Regions from separate parts of the Mus musculus genome. Here regions 1, 3 and 4 are each linked to region 2. Evidence: chromatin contacts called from public Hi-C and HiChIP or PLAC-seq data. All regions are on one chromosome and are shown on one strand. The core of a region is the stretch at or near the end of the contact, and the rest is flanking DNA. Distances in the headings are between cores, read along the strand shown. Region 1 overlaps Dscaml1 (DS cell adhesion molecule like 1). Region 2 overlaps Dscaml1 (DS cell adhesion molecule like 1). Region 3 overlaps Dscaml1 (DS cell adhesion molecule like 1). Region 4 overlaps Dscaml1 (DS cell adhesion molecule like 1).

What was found. Hi-C and Micro-C count contacts between places; a contact is called where the count stands out from the background. HiChIP or PLAC-seq counts read pairs in DNA pulled down with a chosen protein or histone mark.
Region 1: a contact with region 2 is called in an H3K27ac HiChIP or PLAC-seq map of oligodendrocyte precursor cells, with 4 times the contacts expected there. The contact joins two enhancer-like sites. A contact is called at or near these places in 1 of 484 Hi-C or Micro-C datasets (the N1E-115 cell line), 3 of 115 datasets of contacts at active chromatin or transcription factors (embryonic basal ganglia, oligodendrocyte precursor cells and stem cell-derived neural progenitor cells) and 1 of 9 other capture datasets (pancreatic islet).
Region 3: a contact with region 2 is called in a Hi-C map of the N1E-115 cell line, with 4 times the contacts expected there. The contact joins two enhancer-like sites. A contact is called at or near these places in 2 of 484 Hi-C or Micro-C datasets (the N1E-115 cell line and myocytes), 1 of 115 datasets of contacts at active chromatin or transcription factors (embryonic basal ganglia) and 1 of 9 other capture datasets (pancreatic islet).
Region 4: a contact with region 2 is called in a Hi-C map of cerebral cortex, with 1.9 times the contacts expected there. The contact joins two enhancer-like sites. A contact is called at or near these places in 3 of 484 Hi-C or Micro-C datasets (cerebral cortex, female germline stem cells and uterus) and 3 of 115 datasets of contacts at active chromatin or transcription factors (VIP interneurons, embryonic basal ganglia and stem cell-derived neural progenitor cells).

The regions. Positions count from the first base shown.
Region 1 is chr9:45,485,952-45,489,378 of GRCm38.p6, reverse strand. All of the region lies in intron 3 of Dscaml1 (DS cell adhesion molecule like 1), which reads right to left. Among named protein-coding and RNA genes, the nearest start is that of 4833428L15Rik, 56 kb to the right of the region's middle. Within about 2 kb of position 1,983, at least 21 of the 459 cell types and tissues checked have an H3K27ac peak or open chromatin away from gene starts, as enhancers often do. A contact at or near this core is called in oligodendrocyte precursor cells, where this site is marked.
Region 2 is chr9:45,676,264-45,679,816 of GRCm38.p6, reverse strand. The region is part of intron 8 of Dscaml1 (DS cell adhesion molecule like 1); the gene reads right to left. Among named protein-coding and RNA genes, the nearest start is that of Gm22069, 43 kb to the right of the region's middle. Within about 2 kb of position 2,141, at least 116 of the 459 cell types and tissues checked have an H3K27ac peak or open chromatin away from gene starts, as enhancers often do. A contact at or near this core is called in the N1E-115 cell line, cerebral cortex and oligodendrocyte precursor cells, where this site is marked.
Region 3 is chr9:45,504,347-45,507,849 of GRCm38.p6, reverse strand. All of the region lies in intron 3 of Dscaml1 (DS cell adhesion molecule like 1), which reads right to left. Among named protein-coding and RNA genes, the nearest start is that of 4833428L15Rik, 75 kb to the right of the region's middle. Within about 2 kb of position 1,994, at least 59 of the 459 cell types and tissues checked have an H3K27ac peak or open chromatin away from gene starts, as enhancers often do. A contact at or near this core is called in the N1E-115 cell line, where this site is marked.
Region 4 is chr9:45,533,338-45,536,568 of GRCm38.p6, reverse strand. The region is part of intron 3 of Dscaml1 (DS cell adhesion molecule like 1); the gene reads right to left. Among named protein-coding and RNA genes, the nearest start is that of Gm22069, 100 kb to the left of the region's middle. Within about 2 kb of position 1,853, at least 13 of the 459 cell types and tissues checked have an H3K27ac peak or open chromatin away from gene starts, as enhancers often do. A contact at or near this core is called in cerebral cortex, where this site is marked.

The DNA of each region.
Region 1 (3,427 bases), core at 734-3,233, 190 kb after region 2:
TGTGTGTGTGTGTATATGTGCGCGCGCACACGCGCACGCCTGTAAACCTGCCTGGCCCCAAATTCTCAATCCTGGGTCTTTTACTACTACTGAGGCTGTACTTTCACCAATGGACTCTCATAGTTCCCAGACTCAGCTTGACACCCTCATGCCTTCAAAGCCAGTACCACCGTAAAACTCTTACCAACATCACCAAGTTCGGCTGTCAGCACAAGATACAGCTTTGGCCTCTTCTGGATCATAGCTCTCCAGTACCAATTGTCTCAGCAAAGCGAAGGCCTCACTTTAGTGGCTCTTTATTCAAAACATCACACAAACAACCCCATTAGACTCTTTGCTTCTCTCCTTTGTCTTCATTGCTCTCAGCATTCTTATCTTCAAAGCTCTCACACAGCAGCCCACTGAGCTCTGAGCACTCAATGGCTTTTCCACCCCAAGGTTCAAATCCTACCTCAATCCTCTCTCCTCCAAACACTCAAACAGGTCTGTCACAGCAATACTCTCATGACCTGATACCAATTTGTGGTTTTGTTTGGGGTTTCTATTGTTATGACAAAACACCATGACCAAAAACAACTTAGGGAGGAAAGAGTTTATTTTAGCATACAACTCTCAGGTCACACTGCATTGATGAGGTAAATCAGGGCAGGAACCTGGAGGCAGGAACTGAAGCAGCGGCCATGAGGAATACTGCTAGTAAGAATTTGCTCCTCATGGCTGGCTCAGCCTGCTTTTTTATGGCACCCAGACTAGGGGCACTACCAACCACAGTGAGCTGGGCCCATATCAATCACCAATCAAGAAAATGCCCAGAGGGAAATCTGATGGGGACGTTTTCTCCGTTGAGGCTCCCTCTTCCAAAAGATCTCTAGTTTCCACCAAGTTGACGTAAAAACTAGCCAGCACACCTGTGTTTTGAAGGTCATTTTCTCAGAAAAGCCTTTTCAGATATCCATCCTGTCACTATGGTCTCTCCTTTTCTTGCAATTATGTCTGCCTGACGTTACTGCTATTATCTTCTGATGGCTCCACAGGGGCAGGGGCAAGCCTGTGCTGTTTCCACCACAGCTCTCCAGGACCTGCCACAACAGTGGCACTCCATCAGTACTTCTGAAGGACACAGTTCAGTGATAGAGAGGCACATGGTGGGAGTTAAGAATGGTGAGGCTGGAGCTGGGCTTTGGAGGATGTGGAGTCAGATGTATGATGCTCAGGGAAAGAGAGAGTCTGGGAGAACCCAGAACTAGACTGCTCCTGATGCATCCTGACTGCTGGGCAGTGGGTGACTGAAGCCACATCTTCTGCAAGAAAGATGGGGACTTATGATGCCCAGTGGGAACATAGGTTGGATAAAAAAGAAGTCTTCAATGGCCTCTCTCTCATGCCACGTAGTGGGTATCTTCAGAAAAACTAAGCTGTGCCATCTCATCTTACAGCCTAGCTGGGAGAGTGAGGTAGACCAGATCTCCCTTTCCAGGAACTCCAAGCTACTACCACAACTTGGAAGTCAGAGGAATCTCCCTTCATCAGAGAGAGGAAGGGAACAGATAGAAAGATCTTGAGGTCTATGAGGTAACATGGTGTCTCCGAGGCCACATAGAATACCAGGGTTAAAACCATGTCGCAGGTACACAAAGGGCTTTTGTATTTCAAACCTCACAGGGAGGCTGAGTTTGTAGACAAAAAATCCTGAAACTCAGAAAACATGTAGCTTTGGCTCAAGATCACCCAGGCTAGAGAGGGCAGATCCAAGACACCTGCTCCTGCGAAGAGCAGAAGCTATGGGGGTGGGGTGTCCCCAAGAGGAGCACAATCACCCCTTTTAAAAGGCACATAAAAAAGAAAGCAAGAAGGCCAGCCCTCCATAGAAAGAGAGGAGAAAACAGAATAGCGTTCTCTTTTCCCAGCCTATGTGAGCAGGGGAAGGTCTCACATCTGTCTGCTCGCCCCACATGAAAGAGGTTTTAACAAACAAGAGGGGGTCAAAATAAAGCTCAGACTGTACTGAGCCCGGAGCTGTGCCCAGCGGGCCCTGTCCCTGTCACGACCAGGAGACAGCAGCCAGGCTGTTCCTGCAGCCAGGCTCCTCTCCCCCCACCCCCTCGCCGAAGCCTGGGCCTCACGCAGAAGCACACGCAGATGGACATAGGCTGAGGGCAGAGCTAGGAAGCCCAAAAGTGCAGTGCTGACTGTGAATAAACAGTCATCTACTCCTGCTTGTGGATCCATCTTCGGGACTCGTTGGGACTATCGGAAATCAGACCTTCAGTGTGTCTTAGTGGTCTGTATCAGTTATGTACTGCTGCATAACAACTCATCTCAGGACTGGGCAGCTGAGACCAGCCATCATGCATAACTTCTCAGACACAGTTTCCAGGTGGCTGAGCAGAGTGATTGTGGCTTGGGGGGCTCTCCCATTGCTCAGCTGCTCGCAACATTTCACCAGAGCAAAGTCCAAGTTCAGCTAAGACTGTAGCCTGTGTGTTCTCCTTCCCCATGGGGCCTCAATTTCTTAGGTTCGCTGACTGGAGATTTTCATTCCTCCCCTCAGTAGTAACACTGCCACTCTGATGAGTCAGCTTTCCCTGGGGTCAGCAACCTCAGGGCAGGAGTTCATAGTCAAATATGGAAAGCGACACCACTACTTCCATCACATGACCATAGGACAGAGCTCTGCACGGAGTGTGGCTATATGGAAGGGAGGATCTTGGAGGCAGTTACCGTGGAGATGCCCCAGCATTGAGGATAGATGGGATCACGTGCTTGGTATCCTGTGCCCTTCCCTCTGAGCATCAGTGGCTCCCTCTGGTCATTTACACCTAAAATTCTCCTCCCCTGAATGGATACATTCCAAAGGCTCAGGAATAGTATATTAATAATATAACTATAATAATAATTCAGAGGTATCGCGTTGGTCTCTCCTTTTACTGACTAGAGAAAGGTTTCCTCTACAGCAAGGCAGAAGGCATCTGTAACATGTTGCTTAGAATGACCATGGTCTATGGGGCCCCTCAAATCTGGACTCATAGCCCACTTCCTGCTAGCTCTTTTGAATCTGGAATCCAAGTTTCTGTTCTGTGAAGTGACAAACTTGATCTTAAAGAGGTGTCAAGAAGGGTTAGGTGAATGCCTTCCGCTGCATTTAATCAAACGCATGGCACACAGTAGGAACTGGACACTGAGTTGAGTCCTGCCACTTGAGAGTTACCTCTCCGATATCCGCTGTTTCAGGAGACAATGCTGTCAGGCTTCAAGAGTATGACCAGGAAAGTCTAAGAGTTTGAATTCTATTCTTGACTTTGGAGCAATTGCTTTAAGTGTGCCTGTGACCAAGTGAAGGTACCCAAGGCAGCTTTAGGATGTCACTCATTCTGAGCTAGGCTGTAGATTTAAGATACACTGTTGTCTTCTTAATTGTGAGCACTTT
Region 2 (3,553 bases), core at 892-3,391:
CCTTTTATTTACTGCACCTGCTTGCAAAGTGTGCACTGTGGGAAGTCAGAGCTTCTCTGTCCACACAGCATGGACTCAAGAAAGATCTATATCTGGGGCCAGGACATTTGAATTCCAGGCTCTATGCTTACTCAAGTGACCATAGGCAAGTGGCCTTGCCACAACCCCTGGCCCCTGCCTGAGAGGGGTGCCAGGCCTGGAGAGATGGCTAAGAGTGCTTGCCACAAAAGCAGGAAGACTTGAGATCTGATCTCAATAACCCTGGGGGAGCCCTGTGTGGTGAGATTTGTCTACAGCCCCCGTGCTGTCAGGGGCAGAGACAGGAAGACCAGCGGGGCTTGTTGGCCGCTAACTTAGTTCCAGGTTCAGCAGGAGACGCTGTGACCAGGGAGTGATCAAGCAGGCCACCTGATATGTTCTTCTGGTCTCCACATACACAGACAGCACATATGCACACATGCAAGTGCGCTCGCGCGGGGGCACACACACACACACACACACACACACACACATACACACACGACACAAAATGGTGGAAGTAGGCCAATTAATTTTACTAGCATGACACTGAGTTTTCAGGTTCAATAAATCTAATTACTCTAGGAATAAGCACTGTTTTCTTCAGCTTTTATCACAACCACCCCTTCTTGGCAATGCCTTCCCTGACCACAAGGTCTCTTCCTCCTGGCACTGTGGTATCCAGTTTAGATTTAGTGTCACACATTGTATCCACTGTCTGTTTATCCTTAGGATGTGAGCTCCTGGAGGGTGGGGGATGCTGTGTGCTGTGTTGAGCACAGCTGTGTTGGAGAAATGGAAATAGCACTGGGAACGAGGTTGGTGCACATTCAGTGACTGAGTGAACATAGTAGGTGCACAATCAGTCACAGAGTGAACGAACATACTGCCAAAGCTTCCCCATCTCTAACACAGTCACTACCACCATCACCAGCCCCATCTGTCCCTGAAGGTGGTTGCTTGCTCTGTGTTCCCAAGGAAACCTGGCTGCAAGCAGAGAACTCTCAAAAATCGGCAGTACTGGAGACTGTGGTGCCCCTTGCCTGTGGGTTCCAGCAGGGCTCCTTCCAAACCAGCTCCAACTGTAGCAGGCATTCAGGTAGGTGGGTAGCTGATATCCGGAGATCATAGAACCTCCCACCCCAATCTGTTCATGGGAGTGAGACAGGGATCCCTAACAGGATCCAGTTACTTTCAGTTACTGTCCGGCTGAAGCTACACACAGACTTGATAGGGACATATGTGTGTGAGTCTGGGATAGGGATATTGGAGGAAGTGTCTGTGTGGGGTGAGTGCCCTCTTCTGCTGGCTTGCTTTCTATGGGGACTTGGCATGGCCTCACTCCAGTCAGAGTGTGCCTCTGGCCCTCAGTCTAGCTGTAGAGGCTCTCGGAGACTCGGATGTAAGGTGGAGACATTTCCCCTACAGAACCGTGGCAAGAGGCCCCAGTTGTGCACCCTGCCCTTGGTTAATCAAACATTCAGTCTTTGCATCCGGAGATGCTTTTATTTCTCAGCTGCTGAGGATTCAAAAGTCCCCAAATCTAGGTTGGCTCTGTGTGGGCTCCTCTTAGTATCCTGCCAAGGATCTGTCCCGAGCCCCAGAGACAAATGCTGTCCCCTGCAGCTGGTTCCCCTTGTCATTCAGTGCTGCATGTGCCAAGCCCAGGAATTCCTCAAAGCATCCCTTTGCCCCTCTGCCTCCTGCCTGGCTGGGCTTCCCTGGCAGGAACTCTTGAGCAGTGTTCCATATAACCACCCGTAGCTGCCTTTCATGGGTCAGGGATGTCCTTTTACTAGAGAAGGCATTTATGAACACATAACCGTTCACATGCATGTGTATGAATCTGCCCCATCACGGGCGGGCTACTGTGCCCCTTTGACACTTGATCGTGGGTGTAGTTTGTACACATGTGTGCACCTCACACATCACTGCACACGTGTGTGTATATGCATGTCGGGTATATTCTGATCTTGGCTCACTGATTGAAAATTTCATTAGCAGACAAGCAGTCCTCAGAAGGAACCGACTCAGCAGTTGTTTTTCCAGCTCACGAAGCAGCATTGGTTTGGCCACATCTGGTCCACCAGTCTTGGCACCCACAGAGAAGTGGGGGTTGGGGAGGGAACTTGATACACTGTTGCGAGCTTCCGGTTCCTGTCTTGCTCCATCTGAGCCTTTTCTGCACTCTGTTCCAGTCTGCCCCTCTGACTTGATGCACCTTCCAATGTCCAGTAGCCATAGGGTCCGGAGTCCACACCCCTGCACTCACCCCTTCCCCCCCTGGAGCCTGGGCCCCTTGCCATGTCCAGGGGCGCCTCCTCCTCCCCCCTCCTTGGGGAGCTCTTGGAAGAGCACAGCCGCTAATCAAGCAGCGTGATCATAATCAGCTTTGATGGGCTCTTCTGCAAAAGTGCATTCTAATGAGGTGGGGGAGGCGAGCGGAGAGGGTGGGGTGGAGGAGCTGAGCTTTCAGAGAGGTGGGGGAACTGGCTTCCAGGCCTTTACGTGAGTGTCTGCTCGAGAGGAAACAGGGGACCTTACCCCTCCTATAGCTGCATACTGGTCTTTTTTTTTTTTTCCCAAATGGTGATAAGGGAGAGCAGGAAGGTTTGCACACAAGCCTGTATCACACATTGATAGACAGACACACAGATACACAGACCCACCCACAGACAGACAGACACACATGCCTGGGCATGCAGACAGACAGACAAACGGACACATACATATAGATAGACACAGACAGACAGAGACAAACATGTACACACATACAAACAGACATACAGGCGCACACACATAGCCACAGCTGCACACACACACACAGTCACACATGAGCACACATACATATACACACACAGTTACACATGCACACACACACACATAGTCACACATGCACATACAGACACACATGTACACACACATAGTTACACACACACATACACACACACACACACAGTCACACATGCACACACTCTCCACCCCCCCTCCTCGGGCTGGGAGATACTGTCACTCTACTATCACTACAGGTCCACCGAGTCGCTGAGCCTGAATGCATCAGATTCAATTCATTAGGAGCGATCGCTCCCTGAATGGGGCTGAATAATTGATGAGCCGAGAGCAGCTTGCAGGATGTTCCGAGTACTCTGAGGCTTGCTGGAGCCCTGTTATTATTATTTTTTTCTTTTAGCTGACAAACCCGGCCAAATGCTTGCTGGAGCATTGGGCACAGGGAGCAGAGCAGAGGTTAGATGTTTTAATATGTGATGTTTACACTGTATGCTCTCGGCCCATTGCTTGTAACAGAAATGGATACAGACTTCTGCAATGCCCAGTGGGGTGGAAGCAGGGCAGGAAGGGCCATGGCTCATCATCACCAAGTCCATTTGCCCAGGTGTGGAAGGGAGATGGGGGCCTGGCGTGTGGGCCCATGGGCTGCCCCAGAAGGGCACAAGGTAGGGGGCACTCTGTCATTGGCACAGCCTAAAGCAGGGAGGTGGTCCTGCCAATGTGTATCTCAGGTCTCTTTCTCAGG
Region 3 (3,503 bases), core at 745-3,244, 170 kb after region 2:
TTCCTGGACGGTCACTCGGCCCACAAGACCCTGAAAATAGATTGAAATTATTGCTTTATTTCCCATCCAGCTCAGGGTGTTGATTTATGCTGCCCAAACAATCAAGTCTTTATCTCCGTCACCCAGCAGCATTAGCGGCAATTTATCATGTTTTACTTCCTTCTTTTGCTACTAGCTGCCAGGGCCTGGTGGCTGTGTCCTTCTCAGAGAGCTACAACCACAAGCGGGCATGAACAATAATGGGAGCAAAGGCCAGGGTGCGTCCTGACAGCCGGGAGCCAGGGGCCAGGATGATGCTTAACCCAGCGATGCTCTTGCCTTGTTGCCACTGGGGGAAAGATCTGCCAGTGGATTGCAGCGGGGTGGTTCTGTGTCATTAGCCAGCTGAATAACCCCTGAGAAAATTACAGCCCCTCTCTGAGCGCTTGTGTCTGTCTCTGACCATGAGTTTCGGGGAGGTCTGGAGGACACAGTGAAGACAGATTATGTGCCTGTCCCCACGGAAGAGCTTCAAGGTATGTTCTGTAGGTGGGCGATCTGACTAAATCTTCTCTTACCCACCCTTGCTTTCCGTGAGATTGGCTGTGACCATGTCATAGCCACGAGCTCTGTGGAAGCAGCTTTCGCCCCTCCCACACCCATCAGAACAGGTGCACACACCTGCCGAAAGGGGAAGGCAGCCCAAAGCGCCAACCACATCTGAGGAGCGATGCTTCTCCAGGTTAGGAGTCCAGATCCTGCCCACGGCTTGCATGAGAGCTACGGATACATGAATGAACTAAGTGGTTGGGGTTAATATAAACCCAAACAGAAGAAGAATACTGATATTCCACATTAAAAATAAATGAAATTCTTATTTGGGGTACACCAGTACGGTTTGGTAGCCACAGACACCTGACTTGCCGGTGTGCCGTCTACAGCCATGGATGCTGCCACCACAGCACACTGAGTACTCAGGGCTCAGCCTGAAACGCTTGCTGATTTTCTTTCTGGTCTTTTTCAGAAAAGGCCTGACTATCCTTGGGCCCATGATTGGTGATGCCAAGCCAACAGTGCTTTCCTTTTCATCTGGCAGGACTTTTTAGAGACTTGTAGAGAAAGAACAGGTCTCCTAAGGGTTTTTATCAGCTAAAGCTATTGCGGTACTACCAGTGAAAAGGCTCAGTGGGTAAAGGGGTTTGCTTGGTGGCCGGAGTTTCATACGCAGGACCTATATAAGAATGGAAGGAAAGAACTATATCTTCTGATCTCTACATGTTCATCCTACCCTCCTCCATCCTAACACACAAACACACACACACACTTGCCACATACACACACACACATGCACACACACACACACAGACACAGACACATATGCACAGAGACAGACTCACACACACACACACACACACACACAGAGACAGACAGCTAGACACACACACACATATACACACACAGACACACAGACACACACACACAGACACACACACACACAGACAGACACACAGACAGACAAATATACACAGAGACAGACACATACAGAGAGAGACACACACAGAGACATACACAGACAGACACACACAGAAACAGACATATATACACAGAGACTGACGTATACAGAGACAGGCACACACAGAGATACACACAGACAGGCAGACACACACAGAGATACACACATAGACACACACACAGAGACAAATACACACACACACACACACACACACACACAGGCAGACACACACACAGAAACCGACATGTATACACACACAGAGACAGACATACATACACACAGAGAGACAGACATACACACAGACCCACAGACACATACGCAAGCATGCACACGTGTGTGCACCCCCCCATGCCCACCCCCACAAATACACACTTGAGCAGACATGCATGTGCACACACCTTTGGAATTAAAAAACAGGTGGTGGGGAGGGCTAGGGTTAAGAGGCAGCCCTGAGCCGCCATGCTCAGAACTACCTAATCTAGCCCTGTGTATGCACGTGACCGCTCAGCTGTGCTCAGGCTCCACCCACTCCACCCTGTGCCCACACTCCTGGTCTATCAGTCTCACCCTGCAAGGGCCACCTCCTTCCACAAGCCTTGCCTCCCCCAACCAGAAGGGTGCGATCCCCTTGGAGGCCCCTGTATACTTCATATCACTCATGTTCTCCTCTGTGGGGACAACAAATTGGTTTCATCTCAGGCTTGTTCCAATTGACTGGAGGTGGCTTCCTGTGTTGATAAGGATTGTGTGGCTGTTTGGGAGTGCAGGGGAGGGGGAAGGGGAGGGATAAAAAAGGACAGCTGCTGTGGGTATGGGAAGGGGGAGCCTATGCCTACATCTTGTCTGCCCTACTCTAGTATGTATTCCAGTCGCTGGAAAGCACCTAGAGACAGTGGTCTGTCAAACCAGTCCCTACCACACACACACACACACACACACACACACACACACACACACACACACATACACACCAACCATCCAGTGTCCAGCCCCAAATCTGGATATAGAGCTGTCCTCAGAGAACATTCAGGGTCACTGTTTGGGAGACAATGTTCTAAAACCTGCCTTTGCAGATGCCCTCTGGCAAATGGCCCTTACAGACACCCATGTGGCTGGGCCAGGCACTGTGCAGGATGTAGGGAGCCCCGAACCAGCCCCACTCTCAGACCCAGGCTGGGAAGCAGAGCTGAGCAGCATCCTGGTGGAATCGGTGGCATTTACATAGCAAACAATACCCAGGTGTGGCAGTGTGTCAACAAGCCCTGGCTCAGGCAGCTCCCAAGTCTCCACATACTTGAAATGTTTGCCACATGCCAGACATTAATATTTTAACAGCTGCGCGTTGAACACAGGCAGAGCAGTGTCCGGAACACAGCATAAAAATTGAGTGATAATAGCCGGCCTGAATGCAGTATGCGAGGTCAGTGGGGCACTGGCAGGCCTGCTCTTCTGCGGCAGCCAGAGCCCCTCTCCCTCTCCCTCAGCCGGCCCCAGAGGCCAGGACGGTAAGCTGCCAGGGGAACTACCTGTATGGTGAGGGCTCCTGGTCTGCATGCCCCAGGTGGCTCTGAGGACCCTCTGTGGGTCACCACACTGGGGTGGGGACATTTAAGTGTGTGCACAGGACGACAGGTCCAGTTCCAGCATAACCAAATGACTTCTTGCCTTTGTCCAGTTCTGAGAGTTTGAAATCTAGAACAGGCTACCTTGGGGCGGGAGTGAAAAGAAAGGTTTCCTGGATGGCAGAATGAATCAATGGAACAGAGCAACGTCCAAATTCCCAACAATCCTTGAGACAGGAAATGCATGGCGTTGGAGAAAGTATGTGTCCCTATTAAATATGCTTCAGACAAAAACAAGAGTACCCAAACAAACACAGTAGAAGACTTTAAAAAGTTAAAAAGTTCTCTCTGGTTAGAAAGTCCCAGAAGCCACCTGTTCTTGGGAGCTTGGCCTACAACTCTTCCCATAAGACAACATGGGGACTGCAATTATCTACTAATATCAACCA
Region 4 (3,231 bases), core at 604-3,103, 140 kb after region 2:
TCAGGACAATGACAGTGGACAGGTGGCATCTACAGTACTGAGCACTTATTCTTAGAAAGCAGGGCTGGAGCCCTGGCAGATGGGCGGTGGTCTTGCTCCATGGGAGACTTGCAGCTGAGGACTCCATCTCTGGTTGCACCCATCTGCCTGAACCCAGAAGTGTCGTGTCTTGGGAATGGGATACTGGGGAGAGAGACTGAGATGACGTGAGGTCCTAGTTCCCTCCCCACTGAGACCCTCAGCTTGCCTAAAGCCCTCCGTGAGTCAGGAGCTCTGAGCCCCACCTGACCAGGGGTCTGAAGGAAGATTATGACTGGGGACATGGGAGGTTGCTTCTTGTTTAGGCTCAAGTGATTAGAGACTAGCTCTCAAATTGCCATCCTGCCCAAGTACACTGAGGTAGTAAGTATCAGGTGTAAGCAGTTTTTAGCACACAGGTGTAGGGGCTGCCAGACCCAACCTCTGCACAGCAGGCGCTGGCCCCATCACACCAGAAGCAGAAAGTAGAGCCTTGCCTTCCGAGTGCTGGTTTGCAGCTAACATTGGCCCATTAGTCTCCTCTCCCCTCCCTCTTGGTCCTCAGTCCACACTGCCCACCTCCCTCAGTAAATAAAGTCCTCTTTCAACTGATTGTGACCGACCCAGCCATAGCCAATTGTAAACAACTCTTCACAGGTTTGTAGTTTCCTTTCCTAGGGAACCAGAATGGGAGGTGGATCGGGTTCAAAGAGGCGGCCATATGCCTGGGAGTAGGGGGAGGAACAGAGATGCCACTGGGATGCCAGGGATTCTGAAATCTAACACAGTGGTCAGCATAGGGGCGGGGAGGGGAGAGCTCACCCACCATCTCTCTACAAGTGGCACCAGGGCCAGAGGAAGATGGCTTGTTTGTTTGGCTCGGTGTCTCTAAAGAGTCTTTACACTGTGGCCCAAAAGCTGGTGATTGGAGCACTGAGTGAGTGAGAGGCTTGTGACCCACTGGGACCCACAGCACTTCTGCTCTTTAAGAGTCGAGCTGTAAGAGAATCAAGTTCTGTGGACGGTGTCTTGCACCCCTGTCCCGAAGCCGCATCCCTAGTGGGTAGGAGCTGCTCAGAAAGTGGGCTGATGAAGCTAGAAAGGAAGGGTAAGAGGGAGGGAGAGAGAAGGGGGGTGGGCAGCAGACAGAATGGTAGGAAGAAAGCCAAAGTGAACTACAGGAATTAAAGTCAGGGGCCATCTGGATTCAGATTTGGATCTGTATTTGATTCTGCAATTTTCCTGCATCTCTCTCTCTCTCTCTCTCTCTCTCTCTCTCTCTCTCTCTCTCTCTCTCTCTCTCTCTTCCCCCCCCACCTGGGGCTCAAACCCAGGGCCTTCTGCATACCAGGCAAGTACTTGACCATAGTTACACCCCACACGTAGTACACAGAATACTCTCTAACCCCTAGGAAGTTAACACCATCCCACTTAAAAAAATGAGGAAATAAAGCAAGCTTAGATATAGTATAATCTTTACTGGTAGGGTAGAAGAGAAATTGAAAGTATGAATTATTAACATGACTGCTGAGGGAAGATTCTCGATGGCAGGTGTACCATGTCCTTACACAAAGGGCCCCAGGGACGTCAGGGGAAAATGGCCAGATGGCTGGAACCTCTGATGTGACCACCATTGTCAGACTATGGCTGGACAGACCTCAAGGTCCAGGGGGTCTAGAGGCAGCTGCACAGGCAGCTCTGAGCGTGGGCTGTGACTTGCTCCCCTTCCCTGTGACAGCTGTAGGGGAGGGGGTGGCAAACTGGGGAGAGAAAGCCCGCACCCGGAGAAGGGGTGGGAGACAGGAATGTATCCGCAGCAGAAGCAGCCATAACATGGGAGAAAAGGATGGTGTCTGGGAAGATAATGACTCAGAGACTCTGGAGCGTAAAACTGCTACAGAGATGCCAACCCTGAGGGACGGAACCGGCAGGGACATGGCTGGGTGCTCCCAGGAACCATTAAGGGAGGCTCTTGGTTAGGTCCAGGAGCATAAATCCCTTTCACCTCTAGGTGGGGGCCTCTGTTCTGTTCTTTGGTGCAGGCCAAGCTTGCCATTTTCTACATAGGTTCTAAGGCCAAGCAGGACAAGAATTAGAGGAAGGTACAGGAGGGTTTCTTCTGTCTCTTTAGCTCTACAGAACCTCACCTCCCCCATCAGGCTCCCAGAGGTAAGGGATAGGGCCTCTGACTGGGCTTCACCTGGGACAGCCTGTGTGACTTTAGACAATCCCCCGAACCTCTCTGTACCTTGTGTCTGTAAGGAAAGGACACTCAGTGCAGATTTGCCTTCTCTGCCCTAAAGGGCTGAACAGAATAAAAGCCCTAAGGGACATAGAATCCAGTCAATTAGAACTTCCTTCTAGACTCTTCTAGAATGTACTAAAGGACAGCCAGAGTTATGACGATTATCCTGATTTTCTCAGAAGCCAGCAGTAAATCAACCAGGCAGGGGTTCGACTCTCCTCTGGAGGCTCAGGGACCCTTTCAGGTGGGATTCCAGGAAGTCCACTGGCCCTAAAGAAGAGGTGGGCTCTGGAGTGCTGAGTGGGAGAGAGGCTAGTGACCCTAGCTCTGAGTGGCACACACTCCTCATGGCCCAGGACATAGCAGAGCTATTTCTTCTCCTGCTGTCCTAGAGCTTCCATTTCCGGGAGGTGACCTCAGGACAAGACAGCTGACCCAGAGGTCTCAGGCCCTTAACTTCACAGATGAAGCCTTGTCCCAGGGAAGAGATGTCCCGGGAAGGAACCTGCAGACAGCTATCTTCAGTAAAGACAACACAGTGCTTTTGGTTTTTCGAAACAGGGTTTTCCAGGCTGGCCTCGAACTCAGAAATCTGCCTGCCTCTGCCTTCCCAAGTCTCTGCCTCCCAAGTGCTGGGATTAAAGGCATGCTCCCGGAATTTTTTTTTAAAGATTTATTTATTTATTTATTTAATATATGTGAGTACCAGAAGAGGACATCAGATCTCATTACAGATGGTTGTGAGCCACTATGTAGTCACTGGGAATTGAACTCAGGACCTCTGGAAGAGCAGTCAGTGCTCTTAACCACTGAACCATCTCTCCAGCTGTTCTTAAGGTTCTTAAGAACACAGTTCTTAAACCCAGGCTTGTCCAACCTTGACACTATAGCAGGAAGTCACTGGCCACAGAGTTACAAGAAAAGAAACAATAATTACAAAAAGGAGAAACCCGTCATAAGTTTTTAAG